Linked DNA regions of Mus musculus: region 2 is linked to region 1. Evidence: chromatin contacts called from public promoter capture Hi-C data. All regions are on one chromosome and are shown on one strand. Each heading gives the region's core, a stretch centred on a gene start, on an enhancer-like site or on the middle of the called end of the contact. The rest is flanking DNA. Distances are from core to core; before and after follow the strand shown.

Evidence for each region. Promoter capture Hi-C pulls out the DNA fragments that hold promoters and counts their contacts.
Region 2: a contact with region 1 is called in a promoter capture Hi-C map of 3T3-L1-derived adipocytes, with 14 times the contacts expected there. The contact joins two enhancer-like sites. A contact is called at or near these places in 10 of 39 promoter capture datasets (the 3T3-L1 cell line, 3T3-L1-derived adipocytes, the HPC-7 cell line and 5 more), 4 of 484 Hi-C or Micro-C datasets (cerebral cortex, liver, nephron progenitors and 1 more), 1 of 115 datasets of contacts at active chromatin or transcription factors (embryonic stem cells) and 2 of 9 other capture datasets (adipose tissue and pancreatic islet).

Annotation. Positions count from the first base shown.
Region 1 is chr2:136,503,017-136,508,781 of GRCm38.p6, forward strand. It overlaps Gm32746 (a long non-coding RNA gene), which reads right to left. Exons shown (of 2, transcript XR_375015.3): 2 at 5,142-5,765. Among named protein-coding and RNA genes, the nearest start is that of Gm32746, 6.3 kb to the right of the region's middle. Within about 2 kb of position 1,520, at least 11 of the 459 cell types and tissues checked have an H3K27ac peak or open chromatin away from gene starts, as enhancers often do. A contact at or near this core is called in 3T3-L1-derived adipocytes and adipose tissue, where this site is marked.
Region 2 is chr2:136,599,067-136,605,044 of GRCm38.p6, forward strand. All of the region lies in intron 2 of Gm32659 (a long non-coding RNA gene), which reads right to left. Among named protein-coding and RNA genes, the nearest start is that of Ankef1, 70 kb to the left of the region's middle. Within about 2 kb of position 1,830, at least 20 of the 459 cell types and tissues checked have an H3K27ac peak or open chromatin away from gene starts, as enhancers often do. A contact at or near this core is called in 3T3-L1-derived adipocytes and adipose tissue, where this site is marked.

The DNA of each region.
Region 1 (5,765 bases), core at 270-2,769:
TTTGAGTTCTTGTGGGTAAGTTGTTGTATTTTATGTACATACATATAATTTTGGTTGTAAAAGACTCTGATTATTTGAGTCCCTTTGTCAGTCATATTATAACTTCTTAACACCAATTCTTAGCTCTCATATTTCAACCTATTCAGATCTTTTGGACTTCCTCATATCCTAACTTTTCCCAGACATTCTATCCAAAAAACTGAAAAACTCTGTATAACATGTAGGTGAGCAGTTCATATTTTTTTAAAAAAATGGTAAAATCATGGTGTATAAGAAAAACTAACAACTTCATTCTACACTCAGTAAATGTCGAAAACCACAGAAATCAATAAATTCTATCTAGTGTGATATATCACTATCCGATATATCACTATCTAGTGTGCTATAACACTTATCCACACTCTAGTCTAGTCCAATATCATCTCCACAGAATAAAGCTGGTATAATTTGGTTGACTGAGAACAGAATCTGGCCATGAATTTTAAAATTATCCTCATTGCATAGTTTCCACCTTTATACACAGAAGTAGAAGGGGCTGATCTAACTGCAGGGAATAGGTTACACTACTAAACCATGCCTTAAAGTGGTAGCCCTATGTACTGACTGCTTACATGTGCTTTATAACACAGAAATAGTTCTCAAAATTGACTGTCATGCAAGTATCATTCAAGAAGGTTGCAGTCAGTTCTCCTCATTGGAGCTCCACGAATTCATACCATGACATATCTAAGAGGACCAGGGAAATGAGGGATGGCTCACGGGCTTGATTCTGAGAGTAAAGAAGAGGAAATCCCAGGCTTATCTGAGGTTAAGGACTCTAGGAAAGAAGGAGAAAGGAGCTGTGGAGGTGGGAAGATGACTGCAGAAAGGGCAAGAACAGGAGGCCACATGTGAGCTCTGAGAGTAGTAAAACTGAAAGGAACCAAGGAAAGAGTTAAATTGGATTGGAGGAATTTCTGGGCACCTAAAAAGAGTCAATTGTCATTTTGTCTGTTGTCATTCAGGGCTAATGACTATGGCTGCAACCCAGTAAAGGCTCCTTGTGTGACCTTTGGCATTTGCTCATGATGGAAAGGATAAAGTTGATGGAAACAACGTAATAAGAAATGACATCAAAATTGGTCCTGTTGACTCTGTTGAGGCTGGCTTTCAAGCCCTCTGCCTTTCTGTTTTACATCCCTCCTCAGACTCCCAGAGCCTATCTTTGGGTCTACTTCATTCCAGATCTTTCTGAAACCAGAGAACTAACTACCCTTTAGTCTCTATATGGATTTCAAAAACAAATACTAAATTCAGTTAGGTGAGGATTCATTTCTGAGACTTTTTAATGTATCAGTGATTCATCTAGGGGTTCTCTGCAAACCTCCACCCTTTTGACTTAAAGGAACACAGTCAGTTGTCTAATATGCTTCTCATCCAGCAAAGAAATATTTTCTGCAGGAGTCCTGAGAAGGAATTGCCTAGTTTCTCCAGGGACATTTGGATGAGAGTCTGTTTCTCACAGGGCAGCCTGTTCTCTGTAAGTTCTTTGTAATATCCAGTGGAAATCCGAGTTCCAACACTCTTGGGTCTTAGCCCCATTTCTGTTCTGTTAAGCAATCCAAAAACAAATTGCTGCACCGGAATCCCAGATTCTGAGAAGAAAATAGCATTTCTTCTTATGGATTTTCCTCTTAGTGCTCAAAGCAGTGAACAAGCTGCTAAGACTCACTAAACTAAGCAGTATAGGCCAAACAAAGACCTCTTGTGCTTTGGCTTCAAAGCACTCCTACTGTGTTTCCACAAAGGCCCTATAACCACATCAAGGTGCAATACTTAGGAGAGTCAAACTAAGCAAACAAGATGCACTTATTTTTTTTCCTTCAAAAATTACAGGGTGAGTTTCAATATACTTCCAATTTGACAGTTCTGCTTTTATCTGTTTTTAATATCTTGTGTTCTGAATGAAAAAATTAATTCAGGCTATCCAATTGATTTACATTGCAAATTATCTTTTATGTCTTACAAGACAGATTTTGTTAAAAGCAAATGAATGGCTTTGGCAATGATTTCTTGGAGAGGATACTAAAAGCATAGGCTAAAAATGTAAAAAATATAATATAGACTACCTTAAATTAAAAGCTTCTGTGCATCAAAAGACATAATTAAGACTGAGAAGGCAACCCACATAATGAGGAAGAACATTTTTCAATTGTCTATCTGACAATATTTCATCTCCAAAATGCATAAAACCTTAATTAACAACAACCCTACTTAATGTGACAAAGGTTTTAATAAACATTTCCCCCAAAAGAACGTGCCATGTATGCCAATGTATACATGAAATGGTGTTCCATATTATTAATCATTATGGAAATGCAAATCTAAGCCATAATGAGATATTGCCCCATAATAATAAGAAACACCACAATTTAAAATGATAAAAATAAAAGATGTTAATAAGTACTTAGAAAGAATAGAACACAGGTACTTTTGGTGGGAGTGTAGACTGATGTGGCCCGTGTGATCCCTCAAAATATCAAAATAATTATCATGTGATCCAGCAGCCTCAACTCTGCACACTAAAAATAATTCTAAAGCAAGGTTTTAAAGAATTTTCTCACCCATGTTCATAACTCACAATAGCCAATTGGTAGCAGTAATTCACGCGTGTATAGACAGCTGAATGTGCAGATAAAATATAACGTATACATTCAATGGAATACTGTTCAACCTTAAAAACAAACCCTGTGCATACTAAAATATCAATAAATTTTGAGGACATTAATGAAATCTCACTAAAGAAAATAAACTCCAGTCATAACAAGACAAATTATTTTATGTGATCCCACTTATAGAAAGTCTCGAAAGTTGTCAGATCCATAGAGAGTGGAATGTTGGTTGCCTGGGACTTGGCAAAGGCACATGTCTCTAGTTTTGAATGCCACAAAGAGGTCTGGAGAGTCAGAGTAGTAGCACAGTAGAGCCACTATGGTTAAAGTTACTGTGTGATGCTCTAGAGCATGGAACTTTATGTCCTCTGACTTTACATAATTAAGAATCATATTGAAAGGAAGTAGATGAATTACAACCCTGTCACAATTTTCTTTTGTTTCTGAGATAACATAGAGGATAATACATGAATCAAAAGCCTCTTAATTTTTGTATGACTACAAAAGCTAGAGAAAATATTATTTAGCTTTTAAAATTTGGCTATAGCATTATGTCCAATCACGTCTCAGTCAGGACCAAGAACATTTAAGAGACAATTATTCTGTCTGCGGTAAAAACCTGCTATGCCAGATTTGGAAAACATGCCCAAGTGGTGGTACCGTGTAGGCAGGTTTGTTACACTGTGGTATGTCAGCTTATTTTGGCACTGGTAAGCATAAGGTGTCTCCATTGACTCTTGGCTTCTGATGACAAACAATTCATTACTAATAAGTCCCACAATGAAAATCCTGAAAATACACACTAAAGGGTCTTCAGTGAGCTGAAAACAATTCATAACTCAATGCAATGCACAACTGCTAGATTTGCTCTACCAGTCTGAGTCAACACTTCACTTACTATTTCAATGCAATTGATTCTTCAGGAAGCATTCAACTACTTTACAGAAAACACAACCATGGCATGAGTGTTTTACCTGAAGGCACCTGTTAAAAGACACTAGAATGAAGACTACTGCAACAAAAATTTTCACAGAATATTCTTCTTCAGATAGTTGATAACTTGTGTTATCTTGAAAATATATAATAACTTATACCATGTATATGTATATGTATATGTATATGTATATGTATACACTCACTACTAATTCTAAATGTCAACTCAAGTGGACTTGAAAATTACATGAGATTAGTCAGCCACATATCTGAGAATGTCTGTGTGGGCCTTTTCAGAGATTGTCACATAATGAAGGATCGCCTTGACTTCATGTATGGTTTAATCCATTGATGTATTCAAGATTCAAATCCCTACTTAGAGGAAATAGGTCAGGAAGAGGTGTCCTTGGTTGTGATGCTTTGTCCTTGGCCTTTGCGTTCCACTCTGCTGTGCACCATGGTCTAAGTTTCCCTGCCATGGCCCCACCACCTTAAGAAACCCTCTGTAACAGTGAGCAGAAGAGAGCTTTCCTTCCTTAAGCTGTTCTTGTTGGTGATTTGATCCAGTAATGATAAAACTAAGAAATAATCATACTCACCAAGATTTGAATTCATATTTCTGTTTTAGCCTGAATCCATTGAGGTAAATTTTCAACTTTGACTTCTTCACATCACCATATAAATTCTCCATATGACCATATGCATGCTCACATTCTTATCTCGAAATGTGCCTCTGCATTTATCAGGCTCTGTATTTGTCAGGCTCTGGCAGAAGCTCTCAGGAGACAACTATATCAGGCTTACTCCTCTGTGTGTAGCCTTTTAAAGTACAAGTACATTCCCATATTGCTTTACATTCTCCTGGCCAAAGTAAGTCTCAACATAGTGAAAGATCCATTGGGTAAAGAAGCACCCTCCAACTATAAGAGTCAAAATGAAGGCGCTATTTGCTGAGTAATGTTTTGTATAAGTATGATTAATAGGAAAATCAGACTTAATAATCAGTAGATTATATCTAAAAGTCTACTCAATATTATTAACTTGCTTTCATTCATGGGAAATAAACATAATACAATTACATTTAACACTGCTAGAGTGAATATTAGTACAGAATTTGAAATCTACCTACTCAAGGCTTTGAGATTTTTCCTTAATTGCAATGAATGAAATTGGTCTGGTTGCTCGGTGGGAATTAAAACAACAACAAATAAAAACAAAACAAAACATTGCTTTGCTTCCAAGATGGATCTTCCCATTTGCAGTATTTCAAGGACTGAGATTATTTCATTGTGTGCCCTATTAGTCCTTTCCACTACCTACATCACTTAGGATACGATGTAGCATCCCAGAAGGACCTGAGGGTCCTGGTAATAGAAAAAGGGTTTAGGGCAGGAAATATCCTAGGGCTACCACTGCTTAGTTCTGAACTTAGGCAATTTCTGTAAACTCACAAGTAAAAATCTTATTGGTTAAATTTGCCTGAGTGGACTAGGAGGTTGTTGTATTGATTAAATGAAATAACACAAAAAACACAAAGCATTAATCAGAAAACATGCATATTGACATAAATTTATTGGACTACAGTTACCAATTTTTTATTTCTCTTCTACTGTGTTTATTTGCTTGTTTTAATTTACTTTCAATAATCAGTTACCATTAAAGAATATTTATTCTGTTATGGATAAGTGGCAAGTAATATTTCTAAATTAAATAACTGTCCATTGAGACTAATAAGCAAAATAGATTATAATAAATATGACAATTTGTGTAATTATCTAAATTCAGTTTCAATAATTTGAGCTGTCATAGTTTCCAAACTTTCATTTTTTTATAATGCCATCTAATAGATATTAACCACAAAGGAGGTAATATAAGAAATCACATAATCAAGTATCTCAGTGAATACCTTAAGCCTTACTCAGATCAAATCAAATAGAGCTTTTAAAGTAAGCATTGGTTAAATTCTCCAGTCTAGTTTATGTGTAAACGGTTTGCTGAATGAGAGAAAGAATGGCTGACATGTAATCTGGAAATGGTTTAGCCTGACCTTTGATATCGAGTGGTTTTCCTGCAGAACATCTTTATAAATGCCTGTGATTTCTCATACTTGTTCACACTGATGAGTCCAAAAGGAACAAATCACAGATTTATGTGCAAATGAGATTCATGTCTCTGAAGCAG
Region 2 (5,978 bases), core at 580-3,079, 96 kb after region 1:
TATGGAGGAGAAACAGCACAATGACTATCCAGTAGCCTAGACAGGTGACTCGGCCCAGAGGCCCTGAACACAGGAATAAACCAAAACACTGCCAAAGCTGGCACCCTGGCTCTCCTGGCACCTCAGAGGAGGTCATGGAACCTTTCTGTGCCTGACAAGATTATTATATTCAGGGAAAACAATTGTTTACATGGAAGAGAATAAGCATGAACGAACTATAGATTTAGGATAGAGTTTAGTCAATTTCTACTGTATGGCAAATAACCCAGTGCTTTAAAAGACAATTATCCATCACAAATCTTTGAGGAACAGGAGAAATGTGTGCAAGGTCTCTCCCTAAACTCTAATCTACTGGGTTGTCATCTGGGCCATGTTCATTAGCCAATGCAAACCCAAGTCAAGCCACCTCTGCTTGGGAGGACACACAACTTTTTTTTCAATTTTTATTAGATATTTTCTTCATTAACATTTCAAATGCTATCCTGAAAGTCCCCTATACCCTCCCCCTGCCCTGCTCCCCTACCCACCAACTCCCACTTCTTGGCCCTGGCATTCCCCTGTATTGGGGCATATAAAGTTAGTAAGACCAAGGGGCCTCTCTTCCCAATGATGGCCCACTAGGCCATCTTCTGCTACATATGAAGCTAGAGACACAAGTTCTGGAGGTACTGGTTAGTTCATATTGTTGTTCCGCCTATAGGGTTGCAGACCCCTTCAGCTCCTTTGGTGCTTTCTCTAGCTTCTCCATTGGGGGCCCTATGTTCCATCCAATAGATGACCATGAGCATCCACTTCTGCATTTGCCAGGCACTGGCATAGCCTCACAAGAGAGAGCTATATCAGGGTCCTTTCAGCAAAATCTTGCTGGCATGTGCAATAGTGTCTGAGTTTGGTGGCTGATTATGAATCCCCTGGTAGGGTAGTCTCTGGATGGTCCATCCTTTTGTCTCAGCTCCAAACTTTGTCTCTGTAACTCCTTACATGGGTATTTTCTTCCCTATTCTAAGGAAGAATGATGTATTCACGTGTTGGTCTTCCTTCTTTTTGATTTTCTTGTGTTTTTCAAATTGTATCTTGGGTATTCTAAGTTTCTGGGCTAATATCCACTTATCAGTGAGTGCATATCAAGTGAATTATTTTGTGATTGGGTTACCTCACTCAGGATGATATCCTCCAGATCCATCCATTTGCCCAAGAATTTCATAAATTCATTATTTTTAATAGCTGAGTAGTACTCCATTATGTAAATGTACCACATTTTCTGTAACCATTCCTCTGTTGAGGGGCATCTGGGTTCTTTCCAGCTTCTGGCTATTATAAATAAGGCTGCTATGTACATAGTGGAGCATGTGTCCTTCTTACCAGTTGGAGCATCTTCTGGATATATGCCCAGGAGAGGTATTGCTGGATCTTCCGGTAGTACTATGTCCAATTTTCTGAGGAACCACCAGACTGATTTCCAGAGTGGTTGTACAAGCTTGCAATCCCACCAGCAATGGAGGAGTGTGAGGACAGACAACTTGAATGCACACAACTGGTAAGTTATGGCCATGTTTGCAGTTTGCCAGAGAACAGTTTTCATGGTTCAGGCGACTCTGAGATAAAAGGGTGAAAACACAGGATTCTGCCTACTTGCTTGAAACAAAATGAAAGAAAGACTGACAGGAGAGGAGAAACTGAGATGCAGAAAGAAAGCAGGCAGAGGACAGGACAGGCAAGTTAGCTCCGTGTTTAAACAATTTGATCTTACCGTCTACAGGGATCTTCCAACAGCTGGTGTGAGACCGAGGCTTTGCTATTAATATTACCCAATCCAGGAAGGGAGCTGCAACATTGCTCCAGCAATTCACTTCCAGACAGTGGCTTAAGGCTGCTCTCTGGAGACACTAATGACCTACCATTTCAGGCTCACACTATTCAAAGCTACTGGAGTGATGGGAAGTAGCATCTTGACAAGGAATGGCTAGGACTGCTATCCAGGCTACTATATCCCAGCATTGTTCAGGCAAGGGGATAGAAGAACAGGGACCTGAACGGTAGGGCACACACAGGTTCATGCACTGTGAGAATAATAACAATGAAATATTTTCAAGCTTCAGTTAAATGACTCCAGTCAAACACATTTCTTTTAGTCGGCTTGCATTATTTTGGTTGAAGCCTCTATTCTCCTGCAAGCAAAGGTTGCAATGCTAAATGCCACCAAATTGAGCCATTCTGCCTGTAGTTCGGGAAACAAAATGCCAAGCTATGTTCTTGGTTGTCCTTGGAGCTAACAATTACATTGTGAGTTGAAAGGGAGCAAGTGTCCCCAGCAACGTGATGACGATTACTTTAGCCCTACCAAGGCCACTGTGCACTGAAGCTGCCAAGGCAAGAGCATCACAAGTCAGGAAAGAAAAAGAGACAAAGCACAGAGAGGCAGACACAGGCAGCTGCTTCTGCTGAGGACTGAAACTCACGGAGTCATCAGCTGGCTGTGATGGTTAATCATTCCTGTCAGCTTCAGAAGATTTGGACTCAGCTTAGTGCTATAGTAAAGATCCAGTAGAATTAAGTGGAAGGTTGTGAGTAAAATGCTGGAGTCAGTAACCCTGGTCATGAGAAACAAAAGATCTTGCATCTAGGTGTAAGTCAACTAATCTGACCAGATAGGAGACTGGATAGGGCTTGCTTGGAGCCAGTGTCAGCTGACTCTGGCTGGTTCCCATACATTACCCCTTCCTGAGGAACATATACCAGGCATGGTTACCATTCTATATACTGTTGATCTTAATTCATGTAATTGCAAGGAAGAATGGTTTCTACAAAGCTTATACCTGTCCCAGGAAAGAGACTGCCCTGGAGACAGAGGTAAATATAAGGTAGCCAAGAATGGTTGACACATCTTGGTAGCTGTGACAAGAAAACCACAATGTGATCATGCAAACATAAAAGTAAAGAGAACATAATCTAATGAATTGCTAATATATTCCCACAGAGGGCTAAGAGAGTAGTGCCTTTCAGGTTGGCCCAACTAGAAAGACCAGCCTAGACTAAGAGCCAGTAGACAGTCAAGGTCAAAAGCAAATGAAACAAATGAAAGATAAACAGAGAGCTTCAAAGCATGACCACTACCCTAAATAAGAGAATCACACCTAAACAGGTCATCTCTTGGCTGGTACAGGGGTCATGCATAAATCCTGCAGACATTCCATTGGCTCAACATGGGAGATTAGTCAATATCAATAGAAGTTCCTTCAGTTTTTGAACAGTGTCTGCCATAGTCCTATAAAAAGTCCTTAGACGAACAAGCAGCTTGAATGTTCTTTCCTGTCTCTCCCAGAGAATTGCTTGTTTTCTGGAACTCTGCTTTCTGCAATAGTCTTTCTTCTTTAATCTTCTTTTCTGTAATAAAAATTACTTTTAAAACTCATGCTTCTGGGACTGGAAAGATGGCTCAGTGGTTAAGAGCACTGACTGCTCTTGCAGAGGTCCTGAGTTCAATTCCCAGCAACCACATGGTGGCTCACAACCATCTGTAATGGGATCCAATGTCCTCTTCTGGTGTTTCTGAAGACAGCAACAGTGTTACTCATGTACATTAAATGAGTAAAACCAAACCAAACCAAACAAACAAAAAAACCAAAAAAACCTCATGCTTCTGGTTTCCCACAAATTTCACTTTTCTAGTTCCCAAGATAAGGACCAAGAACAGAGGCAATCTTCCAATTCCAGGATACCCCCTGTCTTCATTTACTAGGTTACAAGCCAATGGATATCCTCCTGAAAGTGTTTCAAAAGAAGGTCAAATGGGGATGGAAAATTCACTCTGGGTTGGCTCCCAACTTGAATAAAAAGGCGTTGAGCACAGCACCAGCATTTATTTCTGCTTATAAGTGTGGATGCAGTGTGACCTGATGCCTCCTGCTCCCTGCTACCGTTTGTGTACCATCAAATGGTGAGCCAACCCCCCATTTGCTTTTGTTGGGTATTTTGTTCCATTGGTGAGAGAAGTAACTAATGTCGTCACAAAACTCCTCAGAAGACAGAGTGGTAAAGGGAACAAAGTCTTCTAGATACACACATACAAACACACACACACACACACACACACACACACACAAATGTGTGGAGTGGAGTAGATGGAAAAATGATCAAGCCATAGGAGACGCTTAGTCTTGGGTGTGAGAATACAGATGGGATGAATGTGGTTAAAAACAGGTATCCACTCCATTTAACCTTTCACCAAACGTAAACAAATGGGACAATGCCAATAATGGTCACGTCTTCACAGCAGTTGTCATGTTGCCACCTCTATTTTGAATTTTTGCAAAAGAAATTCAGAAATTATGGGTTCCAGGGCAGGGAATTTGAGGCACTTGAGATATTCTTATTAGGGGGGGAAAAAAAAGCAAGGCCTGTTGCTAGATACACTCAGAAGCCAGCATGGTGGCACAAGGTTTTGCAGAAAGGAAAGGTTGATCTCCATTAGCTTTAATCTGCCTACCAGGTCAGTTGATAGTGGAGAACTTTATGGGAAATAATAAGAAAAAGGCTCTTTTTTTCACGAATGACAAAAAAGACACAACTTTGTTTGAGCAGGGCTTGTGCTGAGGGAGGACTTAAGCTTCTGACCTCATCCACCAGATAAGGCTTGTGTACCTTTGTGGGAAGCCAGCTCCAGATGGTAATAGTCATTAATGAAGGGTCCTGTATTAGCTGCTTTTCTATTGCTCTAATGAAATAGCACTGCAAAAGCAATTTACAGACGAAAGGCTTTCTTTTAGCCTACAGTTTGTGGAGATGGACTCCTCGGGGAAGAGGTGTCTTAAAGCCAGGAACAAGAAACTGATCACATTGAATCTGGACACAGAAAAGAAGCCAGAGAGCACAGGAAATGGGCGTGACAATGAACACACGGAGCCCCCCACCCCAGTGATGTACATAAATGTTCCATAGCATTCCCAAACAGTGCCACCGACTGGGGACCAAGTGTCGAAATACATGAGACACTTTTCGTTCAAACTACCACAGGCCTGGAGGCTTTCCTAGGAAGACAACATGAGTTCAAGAATTAATGTCCTGAGGTCCCTAAATCCCTAAACCTTGTCTTGTTTCGACATTACTGGGGATTATGTGTGAGCTTTGAAATACTTCCTTATCCTGCTGATGCGGTATCAGGAAATTATCCTCTGGACTCTACCTCCCCAATGCCGGAATTAAAGCACGCTCCACAGTACCCAGCTTCTGTGCTAGGTGCTGTGGATCAAAGCCAGGTTCTCATACTTTTACAGGAAATACTCTGTCTAGCAAAGGGATCATTTATGAACCCCTCAAGTATTCACTGATGACTTGCATTGCTTCTTTTGTACGCGTATTCGGCTCCTTAATCTATATGTTGATTAGATGATTGGTGTTGGTGTCTATTTTTGTAATTCTTTATGTATTCTTTAATATCCTGCCTGATGTGTAGCTGGCAAGGATTTCCTTTTTCTTTTCTGTATACTGCCTTAACTCGGCTGATTGTGTAGAGCTTTAGATTTCATGTAATCCCAGTGGTCAATTCCTGTGCTATTGGAGACATTTTTAGAAAGTTCCTATCTATGCTTAAACCTTGAAATGTTTACCTATGTTTTTGTCTTGTAGTTTCAAAGGTCTTTGTTTCATTTTGAACTGTTTTCTGTGCAAGATGAGAGATATGGACCTAATTTCATTCTTCTATATGTGGAAATCCAGTTTTCTCAGCACAAAAAGTTAAAGAGATTCCTCTTGTCCAGTGTATTTGGCATCACAGTCAAAATTCGGGTGACTGTAGCTATGCATTTATATCTGGGCCCTGTATTCTAGTCCACAAGCCTACATCTCTGTTTTCCAGCCAGTACCATACTGTATTACAATACAGTTTGAGGTGAGAGACTGTGGTACCACCAGCTATGCTTTCTGCTTACAACTCCTTCTGTGTAGGACTCTAGCTAAGACTTCAAGCACTATACCGAGTG